Linked DNA regions of Drosophila melanogaster: region 2 is linked to region 1. The links are chromatin contacts, called in public HiChIP or PLAC-seq maps. All regions are on one chromosome and are shown on one strand. The core of a region is the stretch at or near the end of the contact, and the rest is flanking DNA. Distances in the headings are between cores, read along the strand shown. Region 1 overlaps Ir40a (Ionotropic receptor 40a). Region 2 overlaps CG40006.

Region 1 (6,454 bases), core at 1,612-4,111:
AGCAGGGTTCGCAAATTGCTGCTCCTCAACTTTCCGCCATTGCTCATAGAAGGAATGAAGGCCACCAAGACCACGATGGACATCGGCGCCACTGCTGGTTTTACTAGCGAAGACCTGGCAGGTTGCAGGCTGCGATGGATCGTACTCACTAGTATTTATGTGCAGATGGGCGTTATAAAGAAGTCACCTCGCAGAACGAAATTGTAGGAACATAACATAATTCACACAATCCATAAGTGTGGGAGCGAGGATGGAGTTTGCAGGGCTCAGCGGGGAAATACCGGAAGTCACAACGGTTTGAAGCCTGCACAGATCAGTAGACTTCTTTGAGAATGATGTTGATCGGTTCCTAAAATCAGAACTAGGTGTAGAACGCTTGATTTAAACTATATCTACTATAATTATCAAATATATTTATCCAATATGAATTTAACCCTTAAAGTATACGCCTTTCTAGCTTTAAATCTCCGATATTACATATGGGTTCGGATTAAGTTTTTTGTAACATTCACCACTTAGTAAGCCCAGCTCTAAATTATCGGACTTATCCCTCAATTCGAATGGTTTTTTTTAAGCTCACGGGTACGGTCTTGCAAAATTTCTTGAGAGATTAAGAATTTTTTCTTGGCCCTATTCTTTTAACTCGTGACCGCCAGACCAAAAGTGCACAGTGAATAAACACATTGGACAACACACGCAACACAAACTATTTGGCTACCCTAGAGTGCAATGTAGGGTATTAGGAAAGTTTCCATCACAGTTCCCCATAAATTTCCATATCTATCCTTTTTAAATCATCTTAATAGTTCCAACGGGTCAGGGATCCTTATGCGTAGAAAGTCCATGAAAGAATGTCGCTTGAACTCTCGAAACCGAGAAAAACTCAGAATCACCAAAAAGGGTGCTGGCATATTCCACAAACAAGAGAGAATATGAGAATATATCGAGTTCCCCGACCCGTAATTCAGCCAGTGTGAATGCGAACGCGAAATTTCATCATTTATGAGAAAATGGGCGTGACCGGTTCGGCGTCTTAAGGGCGTTTGAGTGGGCGTGGCAAAACGTTTTTTGGCAAATCAATTGAAATTTACAATACTAATAAAATTATGAAAAAAAATTCGAAAAATGATTCAAATTTGTGGGCGTGGCAGTTTTGTACGGTTTAAGGGCGTTAGAGTGGGCAATTTATCTAACCCGTAAATATAGAACTCTGCCCCAGTTGATAAACAAATTTCAAACTTTAATCTCAGCAGCATTCCCTTTGTCCGTTTTTGTCGCCAACACTTAGCCACCCGATAAATAACCAAACCTAAAGTAAACACAAGTCAGCAAATTTGAATTTCACAATGCTGTGAAATAATTGCAGAAGCTGTTATCTTAAACATATTTCAAAGTTCAAGAAAATCCTAAAGAAAAGCTTCTGGCCGAGGTTGAGTGGATTATGATTAAGATTTAGAAGATTACTCTGAATCGGGACGAGATCGTGAACAGTTTCAAACCAAAGATAAGCAATTAAAAAAGTGTCTTGTAATAATGTGAAAATTTTAATTGGCATGGCAAACATTTTTTTAAATCGATAAAAAATTTACATAGCTAATAAAATTATGAAAAAATTTTGAAAAATGGTTCAAAAGTGTGGGAGTGGCAGTTTTGTGCGGTTTGTGGGCTTTGGAGTGGGCGTGGCAACATGGCTCAACAAACTTGCACTTCGTCTTTGTCTCTAGAATCTGTATACTGAATCTCAACCTTCTAGCCTTTATATTTCCTCCTCTTCTTCTCTTCTGAGCAGCAGCACAGCTCTTTTCTTAATCGCACAGATAACATTTCTTGTTCGCTTGCTTATTTCCTTCAAAACGGAAGCATCAAACTCTCCCAATTGTAACTTGTCAACTGGGGGATCCTCCGGTCCCATCAAAAGATCCATTGCAAGACACAACGCAATGCACTTTGGTGGTGGACCTACCCTTCAAAATCGGTACCCAATGTGAATGTAAAGAATTTTGATTATATCTTATCCCTTACTCTTAGGATCTTCATCATCCTACTTCACACTGGACGATTACTCGTAGATATCTTCATCTATTTCGTCATTTCATTCGTCAATCTCTCCTCGCCGTTTAATATTAGGGCCCATTATCCATTGTAGTGAACTAGTTAGTTCGCGCGGCTATTACGTAACCCACCAAATTTACGTAACGTAATCGGGGGAGTAATTGTGGGGAGTATGATGGTTTAAATCATATCTTACGTGCGCTCTCATTTAAAAAGCTCCGCAGGAAAGCAGGATTGTAAAGTGATTTTTCCAAAAATTTAAATGGTAAGCCATCTAATCGCACGGCCATGAACAATAAGGATGCTCGTTATTGTTTACCTCAAATAACACATATTTTCATAGTAAAGAGATCTGTTTTCATGCTAAAACCGTAATAAATAAGTGGAATGCTTGTGTTATCTTCTGCGATAAACACTTTTAATAATTCCAAAAATTGAGGCACATATTGTAGATAGTAAATAAAATAGTGCTCTGAAATTAGAGTGGTACAAAACTAGCAAGAGATCCAACCAGTCAGCAATTATACCACAACATTATACATTATAATTAAGTTTTTTTTTTTACAAATAACTTGGGATACGAATACGCCATACAGAATATAAGAACGGGGAAGTTATATCTAATTATATAGTTAATATTAGTCCACTAAATTATTGTTTTAAAAAACAGCATCTTAAACATTTTTGTAGCTTGATGCAGTTGTTTGAGAGCGGAATCCTAGATAAGATGACCGCTGCCGAATACGCAAAGCAGTACCAGGAGGTAGAAGCCACGAGAATATACAAGGGCAGCGTGCAGGCGAAAAACAGTGAGGCTTACAGTCGAACCGAAAGCTATGACAGCACGGTTATCAGTCCGCTTAATCTACGAATGCTGCAGGGCGCTTTTATCGCTCTCGGAGTTGGTTCATTGGCTGCAGGTACTGATCTATATTATTAAATTATTCCAAAACTGTATAGGTATTTCTTCTGCTTAGGTGTAATTTTGCTGTTAGAGATAGTATTTATAAAACTGGATCAAGCGCGATTGTGGATGCTGTGCTCACGGCTGCAATGGATTAGATATGACAGGAAAGTGTAAGTCAGTGTATTTTATTTGCTGCAGCCGCTTTAAATAATACAATAAACGTCAGATCCTTAAATTCGAGAGACAAATTCATTTGTGGTGGTCCGGTTAAGATTTGGTATTACTTGGTATTACTACTTTGGTATTACTTTAACAGAGGTTTGGTGGGGATCTATCAACTCTGGCATAAAACCAGTATTCGCAACACAGGGAAGGGAATGCCATTTTTGGGTGAATGACACTATTCTTCTTTAATGCGGTTCCCGAGTATAAAACAGCCGAAACACGCGTGATGCAGACTATTTTTTGTGCAAAGCGCAACGAAAGCCTATGCAAAGTGCAAATGGAGTAACGCCAATTGAAGCTGCAGGAGTGCTGGCTTATTGGCTCCAATCGAGAGCAGTGTACATCCAGTATATCCACCTAACATAAGACGTTGAGCGGAATTCCGTTTATGATACTCATGCGCCAGGCTTGCACGCAACTGGCTGCACATGGACGAAATAGTGCATCGTGAATTTTAGCAGGAATTTGTGCGGCGCTACGAGATCGATATTCTGCTGCTCAGCGAGACTCATTGCAAGGAGGCACAGGCACCCAAAATATTTGGATTTGAGTCTTACACTGCCAACGACCTGAGCGACGGTAACGCCAAAGGTGTTGCAGCGATCCTGGTCAAATCCGGCCTAGTCCACTTTCCTCTTACACCAATAGCCACTGACGAGGAGCAACTCGCGTCTGCCCTACGAGGTTCATATGGAATACGAGCGAATTTAAATGCATTCTGAATCAACAATGTTCCAAACTCCTCGTCGCGGGCGACTGGACTGCATCCCACTGGCTATGGGGAGCGGGGAGATCCAATCGAAGAGGGCGTGAGCTAGCGAATCTGGTCCTAAGCTTAGATATAAGCTCCCTAGCCACCGGAGGTCCTACAAGATTCCCGTTCGGCAGTAGAGGCTCCCCAGGCTATATAGATTTTGCTGTCAGCAAGGGCATTCTGGATATGCACGATGAAATACGTTCCGTTGCTGAGCTCAGCTCCGACCACCTACCGCTTATAGATGCAACAGCTACAGCTTATCTCAAGATGGAGCGACTAATCGGTAGGCACTCTGTCCTGTAACGATTCCATGATCATGATTGAGTCCTCTCTGAACCTGAGTACGGCGATAAACTCAGAAAGAGAACTAGACGAAGCTGTTGACACTCTCACCCTTATTATTAAGGCTGCAGCCAGACTGGCTACTACTGCATAGGCCCACAGCAGCTAAAATCCCGATTACCAGAGAGATTCTGCTCCTTTTAACTGAGAATAGGCGTTTACGCAAAAGATGGTTGGATGGATGGATCTTTTTTTATTGTTCACCTCGCGGAGCTATTCCAGCCACTGAACCTCACCAGTCCCCAGGATGTTGACGCGAATCACGACCAGCTGTCCCAAGCACTCCAAATGGACCTGCCGATCACCCCCACCGAGGTTGCCAACGTCATCGCCAAACAAAACCCCAAAAAAGCTCAATTGCATGATACTATCTGCAACTCCACCCTAAAAGCAACTCCACCTTGGTCCGCTGCTTTATTACCTGTACAGCTACAACATGACACGTTAGCCTACCCGGGACGTCAATGCATAGTGGTTCACCCAAAGGCCAAAATTAAGAAAAAAAAGAATCAGAATAGATTTGCGAAAAGTAAACAAATCATCTAAAGTATCCGAACATATCAAGACAAAACAGGTTATGTCTAGAAAGCTAACGGTACTTTCTAAAAATAGAACTGAAATCGCGAGCATGTTTTTTGCTACGTTTATATGGACACATTGCATTTTTATTGAGAACAAGGCGAACTTCAAAGAGTGAAAACGTCGGTGATAGTTATCTGGTTGACATAATTTAAAATGGAATTTAAATTTGAAGGTATTTACTTTAATAAATTCTTTATGTCACGTTTTTTTTATTGATTTAATATTTTTTGTGTAATTATATTTGATTTAACCTTTTTTGTGTATTTTGTGAACATCTTTTTTATGTTTACGTAAGGTTTTAGTTTATATATATATATATATATATATATATATATATATATGTATGTATATATGTTTATGTATGTTTATGTATATATATATGTTTATGTCATTGTATTAAAGAGTTTCTTGAGGTAAAAAAAAACTGTTAAAGATTTTTGCGGAAAGTTGCGGATGTGCTTGTAATCGTTAATATACGAACCCAATCTCTTATTTTTTCAAGGTCAAATTTGCAAACGAAGTCTCTGTTTTGTGTTTTTATTGTGCCGTCTGTGTGATTCTCGAGTATTTTAGAGCTACAAGCTAATGTTGTGGAAACAGAAAATGCCGATTCTATTGAAAATTTAGTATTAATTGAAAAATGGGGATTTGACGGAAGTACAGGTCATAGGGAATACAAACAAACATTTTCCAACAATAATTTAGAATTAATTTCAAAATCTCAAAATAAAATAATTTGGAAAAATATCGGCCGTCTTCAACACGTTACTGCAGGCCAATTTGATTCCATCTCCAAAGAGAGACAAGTCAACTTTCTTTTGAAGAGGAGAAATATTTTAAAGAGAAAATAAACCTTCTAAAGCAATCAGTGGTTTTTGTTCATGATAGAAAGATAAACGTTCAACATAGTTTACAACTGACTATGGTGGATGAAAACGTTTGCAATGTCCTAACTGAGTCTCTGCCATATGTTACATATGTGGTGCAAGTCCAAAGGAAATAAACGATTTGGACAAATGTTTAAATAAAGTTTTAAACAAAAAACATTTCGAGTTTTGCTTATCTCCCCTTCATGCAAAAATACAATTCTTTGAATACTTTTTACATATTTCTTAAAGTCCACCGTCAAGATGTGGCAGGTAAGGGATCCGGAACAAAAATTAAAAATAAAGTTAAGGAAGCATAAAATGCAAAAGAATTTTCGAAAAGAAATGGGATTTATAGTTGACAAGCGCAGAGATGGAGATAGAGGATCATTAAACGACGGAAATGTCGCTAGAAAATTATTTTCTAATCCAAAATTGTCATTTGAGATTACAGGAGTAGATGAAAACCTGATCCATCGTTGTGCCACTATACCTCAAGCTATTGCATCGGGCCACAAAATTAATGCCTATAAATTTAACGAATACGCTTTAGAAACTGCAAAAAACTGATCAAAAAATATCCATTGTACTTCTTGCCGGGAACAGTTCATAACGTGTTTATTTATGGACCTGCTATTATAGAGCATGCAGTTATATCAATTGGAGAGCTTTCCGAGGAAACTGCCGAATCCAACAACAAATAAATAAAAAATGTACCAAAAT
Region 2 (6,454 bases), core at 1,075-3,574, 500 kb before region 1:
ATGTCGGCCATGACGGGATGTTGTCGTAATCATTTCTGGCCTCCATTAGACCGACTTTATACAGATGGAGAGGTGTAACTTCATGATATTTTCACTTCGGTCATGTGTTAACTGTTTTGCGGCACCCCCAATCCATTCCGAACTTTCTTCAATAGCGTGATCATTAGTTGTACCTATGTTGTGCCATGCCCATGTTGTTTGAAGAATGCCAGTTTTGTAGAGGGTTGTTCTTCTGAGACCCTGACGATGAAATCCTAAAAGCTGCTAAAAGCGAGCGGTTATGGAGTTACGGATATAGATCCCCGATATTTGTAGTTTTGGTCGATACAAAGTACTCCTGGGTGCCATCTGGGGTGTTCCGGCCGCCGAATATATTTCTTATGAACTAACATTTTCCCATACAGTAATATATTTTATCATGATGAATTGACAGATAATTCGGTGTAATCACAAATTCTGTGTTATTCATGGGAAGTGCTATGATTCTAAGCCAGAAAACGCTTCCCTCTTGACAATAGGGACCTAATTGAGAATATTATATCTGTTCTGTTAATGATTGCTATTAATTGTAAGAGCTCGTACATATATTATTCGATATTGATTATGTACGTCCTGTTCCTCTAATACACAACTCATTTGTTCGTTCGCTTCCTCTCTGTCGAATATAAATCTTGAGATAACTACTATCTTGGGCAATTATAGCTTCTCGGAAACATCATTCAGATTCAATCCCAACCAGTCTGTTGTTAATGAAATTCTATCGACGATTCTAATTTATAAGTTCTCTTGTCTTTTTCAAAAAATGTCCTTCTTATGAACGTGTTTATCCTACTCTGAAACTAATTTTTGAACAGGATGTTAACCTCGCAGACTCCATATTTCCTATCAGCTTTTGGTTTCTCTCAACCACCCTTCTTCTTCCTGTATTTTTCTTAAGCTTCCTATTATGGATTTATCCACTGAGCCTAGTCCATTGATTAATCACCTTGTTCCTTTATACTTGGGACTAATACTTTCCAATTAATAATATTATTCATTTGGTTTATTAATTCTTTTGATCTTTTCCTTGTGGATTTTTTGCGGTTAGGTTAGGGTTACGATGTTATCCTACAACACCTTGTTTTTCGAGAGCCTAGAAGTGAGCTCATCCCTTCTGTTCTCTTTTCTACATTCAGAACATTCGTATTTTACTAACTCCTGCTAATAGCTACTGGGTCCTTTAGTATTCTTATATACTGTGGTGCCCTAACTCGGGAAGAATAAATAAAAAAGTGGATTGATTAACAATTTTATTGATTATTCTGGTGTGCTCTTTTACAACAAATAAGGCAGCGTCAACTGCCTGGCTGTGAAAAATGTTCGTCTTCCTTCTGAATATTGTGGTGTTGTCCATGGACATTCGATTCCCGTACCCATCGGAGGTCTTGGTGTTCGAGGATGGACCACATTGCTGCATATTTCGTTTCCCATCCTTGAAGTTGAAATGCTTCTCGACACTGATTGTCACACGTCATTGTTTTCCAGAAGGCGTAAATCGTCATCCATTTATTAGCTATGTTACGTATCTGACAAAAAAAATGCTTCATTCAGTCAACCGAGACTATCAAGTTCTTCCGAAAAAGAATGCGTTCCATACGCCTGACAACCTCCTTTCCAGAACTTTTGCAAACAGGCCGCAGCATGCTGATCACAGCATGCCCGTTTCATTCTACCTTTTTCCTGCACAATCGATCGTACAATCGATCGTACAATAGACTCGAAATGTCGAATTGTTGAAAACTTAATCTACTGATCTCTACGGGTCTCTCTTCATTCTTAACGACACTTTATTTTTGATTTTCGTTTTTTTTACGGAATATTGCCTATCAAAAAATATTATTCATATACAAATAAAATTTAAATTTAAAAAAAAATAATTTTTTTATATTTTCAAATAATTCGGATAAAATATGGTGTTTTGTTATAAGAAAGTAGAATTAAGTCCGGTTTTATTAAAACCTAATTTAAAGTTTGTTATTAATTACAGTCCGAGACATTTAATTATTAATGAAAATCAAATTGTCTATCTAGGCAATATCACACCTTACTGCCAACCAGCCGTTCTTAGTTAGAATGGCTCTGAAGACACTACTACTGAGTACAAAGTCGGAGCCAATAGTTCGCACCACTGCCAAGGAATTCATGTTTGGCTATCCCTCCGCCCTGGCCACTCTCGGCAACACCTTCCTTCCAAATTGGATTTCCTTTGAAAAGGTTGGGCTTATCGATCGCATGTACGACTTCTCAACGGATTTCGAGACGTTCTACACAGGCGTGCCCAATCCAGCGCTTTCGGGATTATATGCATCGTATCGCGGAGAGACAACGCTGCCACAGTGGGACGGGGACCATTGCAGCAACATAGAGTTTGCATCTGATGGTACAAAGTTCAAAAGCTTCATTCAGCCTAACGAGACCGTTAAGTTCTTCCGAAAAAGCATGTGTAGACCGATAAACTTGGTATGTTTTGAACAAGAATTCCGGGATAAGCCCCAACTAATTTATATTGTCTTTTAGTACCGGGTGGGAAACGAAAAAACCTATGGCAGCCTTAAAGGATATAATTATGTATTTGAGGATAACGCCTTTGATAATGGCGCAACTAATGAAGCTAACAAATGTTTTTGTAGAAAAGGTAAGTAACGAAGCAGCTCTGAATATTACTTACATTTAAGTTTTTTAACCGTTGGTTGTTGGGACCAAGTGGATTATGTAAATGTACAGTATGCTGGAACAATGCCTCACAATATTATGTGTATAAATATAAATTTTTACTAGTCCAAACTGAGATATGAAAGCCAAGACTGAGAAAAGCTTCGCGTCAATTTAGCCTTAACAAACAGCTGATCATACATATGAATTTGATATCGCATAAAAAATTCAGTGTTGCAACTTAAATGTTTTTAAATATCGTTTTGGTGTGTCTAATGTATCCTCTTTCATAATATATAGTTAAATTCAAAATACAATTTACAACATTTTTTGACTTTATACCTAATAATTGGATATCTGGCCCAGTGTGCAATGATTTGATTTTAGACAAACAGGGAAACAATAAATGTTGTCTGCTTTTATAAAAATGTTTTGTTGGCTATGTGAATGTTGCATATTAACTGCGCTGGTTTTAATGGCCAAACAAGTGATGACGTAGCAAAGTGGCTGCGAACGAGATGAAATCGTTTATGCGCCAAACTAAAGGTGGCTTGAAAGAACTGATCAACAGTTTTGGCGTAGCTGTGATGATCTTCTTTTCATTCAATTCACATTTTAATGGCCTTAAACTATTAGATGAATCTCCATGCGCAAAAAAGCCGCTGGTGTTAGGCTGCCTAAGGCCCCGCAACAACGGGCAAGAGGCAATGATCAAGAGGACTCCACAACTGATCAGCTGTCAATCACAGCAAATCAGCATATGTTGCTAAGATCGGAAGCTGAACAAGATTCGGAGCAATCCGATCAATCCGCTGTGGAGGTACCCCACCCTGTGATTGCTTAAGACTCCGAATTGTCTGCACTGGTTTCTCAACCAGTGATTCCACCTGTCTCGATTAGTTTACCACCACAAGGTAACATTAAGTCCGCACTACCGGCACAAGTTGGCACTTCAGAAATACAATCTGCAGGGCCAAAACCCCTCGCGGTGGTTCCACTAAAGAAACAAATTTTAGTTTCTCGGCTTCGATTCCAAAATTTTGATTCATATTCTCATCAAACAAAGATTATTCTAACATATTTTCAGATCGTCAGATTGATTGAGATTGTCAAAAACATTTTCAGATACCTGCACACCAGAGAGGTAAAAGTCATTTTAGGAAAACCAAGCGAAGGAAAATTTTTGATAGCTTCTATACCATTAAATATCATATCTTATATTTTCTAAAGATTTATGAATTAAAATTTTACCGTTTTCCAGTATTTTTCGCACTCAATTTGTACAAAAAAGTATTTTACACACTTCTTATGTCATGTGTTTCGTTTAAGTGTTTAGCTAATGCGCTCTTCGCTTTTTACTTCGAATCTTTGATGCTCATTTGAAATCTAAAAGACTTCCGATAGCTTATTCTTTTTAGCATCAATAAATAGTTATACCTGTTACTCGTAGAGTAAAAGGGTATACTAGATTCGTTGAAAAGTATGTGACAGGAAGAAGGAAGCTCTTAAACGCTTCATATAAAGTATATATATTCTTGATCAGGATCATTAGCCGAGTCGTTCTGTCCATGTCTGTCCGTATAAACTTCGAGGTCTCAGGAATCTAAAATGTTAAGATTCAGCTTACAGATTCTAAAGTAAATTTCTATCGATTTGCAAAAAAAAAATGTTTGCAACGCCCACTCTAACGCATTAAAACCGCCCAAAACAGCCACACCCACATTTTTGGACCATTTTTTCATATTTATTTTCATTATTGTATTAGCCTTGTAAATTTCATTCAATTTGGAAATTGACATCCATTCTAATCTGATTACTCTTAATTTGTCTTTGTCTTTTGATAGACATACTTGGAAAATTATACGATGTAGGTGTCCGGAAATTTATTAGGTTTTGCATTCTACCTTGGTGTGAATTCCTTCTTTTTTCTTAAAAGTTTTCTCTTAGATGAGGTGGAATTTGATTTATATTTAATACACGCTGAGTGAGTGAGTTTATAGTTATTATGTTATAATTATAAAATATAACGATTTTGTCTATAATTTGGATAATAGCCTGAGATGTTAGTGGGTTAGTGGGTGATGGCTTAGTGTTTTGATGGTGATGATTTTGGGTAAAATGATTCTTTGGATTATGATTATGGTGAGTTTCGTAATTATTTACTGAAGTTTTCCGAATTTCATTTCTTTCAGTGTCAAAATGTTCAAATTCTGCTTCTGCTTACTTACTGCTTCTTTTAAGTTTCCGATTGTGAATATGTTTTTCTTTTGATAAAGCATAATAGAGTGTATCAGGAATTTTCGTTTCAATGCAATTCTTGATAGTTTTATCTAGCGCATGGTATAAACTATTCTACTTGATTGATATGTTTCTAAGTCTAACTTATTTATTTCATTTGTTGCTTATGATTTTAATTCCCTAGCAAACTTACTGATGCTTCCCTGGTATCGCTGATGAGGTCTTCATATGGTGATCTTTAAGCCGCGTGCTTTTCCTTCATTGATTACTTCTCGGGGTGAGCCTATCATTGTCCCTATAATGGCTCCATAAATAATGTGTTGTTTTCGAACTTCTTGCGTGGGATATAATTGTAACAAAAATTCGACTTCAGTTATGCAATAACGATATTTACACGGTAATTTATCATTCATAATTTTATGGTCTTTTTTATGTCTTACTCATAGTGTTCAGTGCTTATATGTATGGTGGTTTGTATGGTGATGGTGTGAGACAAGACATAGGATTATCGATATGTCACTATGCTATTATTGTTATTTATTTTCGTGACGATGGCCGACGAAACAATATAATGTTACCGATTTCATTGACAAGAGCGGTCTGCGCTAAATCGGTATTCAAGTTTCGATTTGCGTGGCGATGACCAACGCGTTTAATATCCAGAAATCAACTGAGAAATACAATCATTATCTCTTAAGCTATCCCTACATCTCGAGTCAAAGCTTCACTTTTATCTTGAAAGCTTAAGGCGTTTGCTTTTTTCTCGGCAGATTGGATGCTGGATGGTAGTCTTAACTTATATCTAAAATATGCATATACATGTTTGTATTTTATTGAGTCGTCAGTTGACTAAGGACAACGCTGAGAAAAAAAATTACCGAGGAGATAGTTTTGACATCTTGCCCTATTTCTGAGTTAACGCTGCTGATTACCACAATCATGCGAAGCAACGCCGCCATCAAAAGTTGAGTGGGAGTTCGTTTGCGAGTCTCGATTTAAGATCTTCCCCGAAATAGAGGATTTAAGCGTTACGAGAATGTCATCAAACTTTCCAGCCAAGTCACTTTCGTTTTCAACCCAATCGAGTTCTTCGAGCTCGTTAACAATTTTTCTAAATGTTTGTTGAAGCTCATCGATTAGCTCTAACCTCACACGAAGAACGAACTCAGTGAACGAAATTAACGCAGAACTTTTTTTTTTTTTTTTTTTTTTATTTTACTTTGCTTTTATTTATTGAATCTTCTTGTATAAGAACTAACAATAAGTTTAAAAATCTTAACTATAACAAGTATTTTTTGAACAGTTGTATTATTTTTCCAACTGTTCTATGTTTAAACGGCCCTAATAATTTATTCGCTGGGTTGGTAGGTCCTTTCGCCGGAGACGGGAACGGCTGCTGAGCTGGATTAGACCTCGCGCTAGGTGGTTGGGGTGCGTGTGAAGCTTGCTATGGTATTTTTCCTTAAGTTCCGTGATTGCGTTGGTAACTGATGGGATATTTAAGTCTCTTTGGATGTTTTCACTC

The links. HiChIP or PLAC-seq counts read pairs in DNA pulled down with a chosen protein or histone mark.
Region 2: a contact with region 1 is called in a POLR2A S2P HiChIP or PLAC-seq map of the Kc167 cell line, with 2.9 times the contacts expected there. The contact joins two enhancer-like sites. A contact is called at or near these places in 1 of 107 Hi-C or Micro-C datasets (embryo) and 1 of 6 datasets of contacts at active chromatin or transcription factors (the Kc167 cell line).

The regions. Positions count from the first base shown.
Region 1 is chr2L:22,186,263-22,192,716 of dm6, reverse strand. It overlaps Ir40a (Ionotropic receptor 40a), which reads left to right. Exons shown (of 7, transcript NM_136296.4): 6 at 2,743-2,972; 7 at 3,030-3,191. The coding sequence ends at 3,133. Among named protein-coding and RNA genes, the nearest start is that of CG3635, 14 kb to the right of the region's middle. Within about 2 kb of position 2,861, at least 3 of the 39 cell types and tissues checked have an H3K27ac peak or open chromatin away from gene starts, as enhancers often do. A contact at or near this core is called in the Kc167 cell line, where this site is marked.
Region 2 is chr2L:22,684,226-22,690,679 of dm6, reverse strand. It overlaps CG40006, which reads left to right. Exons shown (of 10, transcript NM_001042936.1): 5 at 2,071-2,499; 6 at 2,557-2,674. Among named protein-coding and RNA genes, the nearest start is that of lncRNA:CR43927, 64 kb to the left of the region's middle. Within about 2 kb of position 2,324, at least 2 of the 39 cell types and tissues checked have an H3K27ac peak or open chromatin away from gene starts, as enhancers often do. A contact at or near this core is called in the Kc167 cell line, where this site is marked.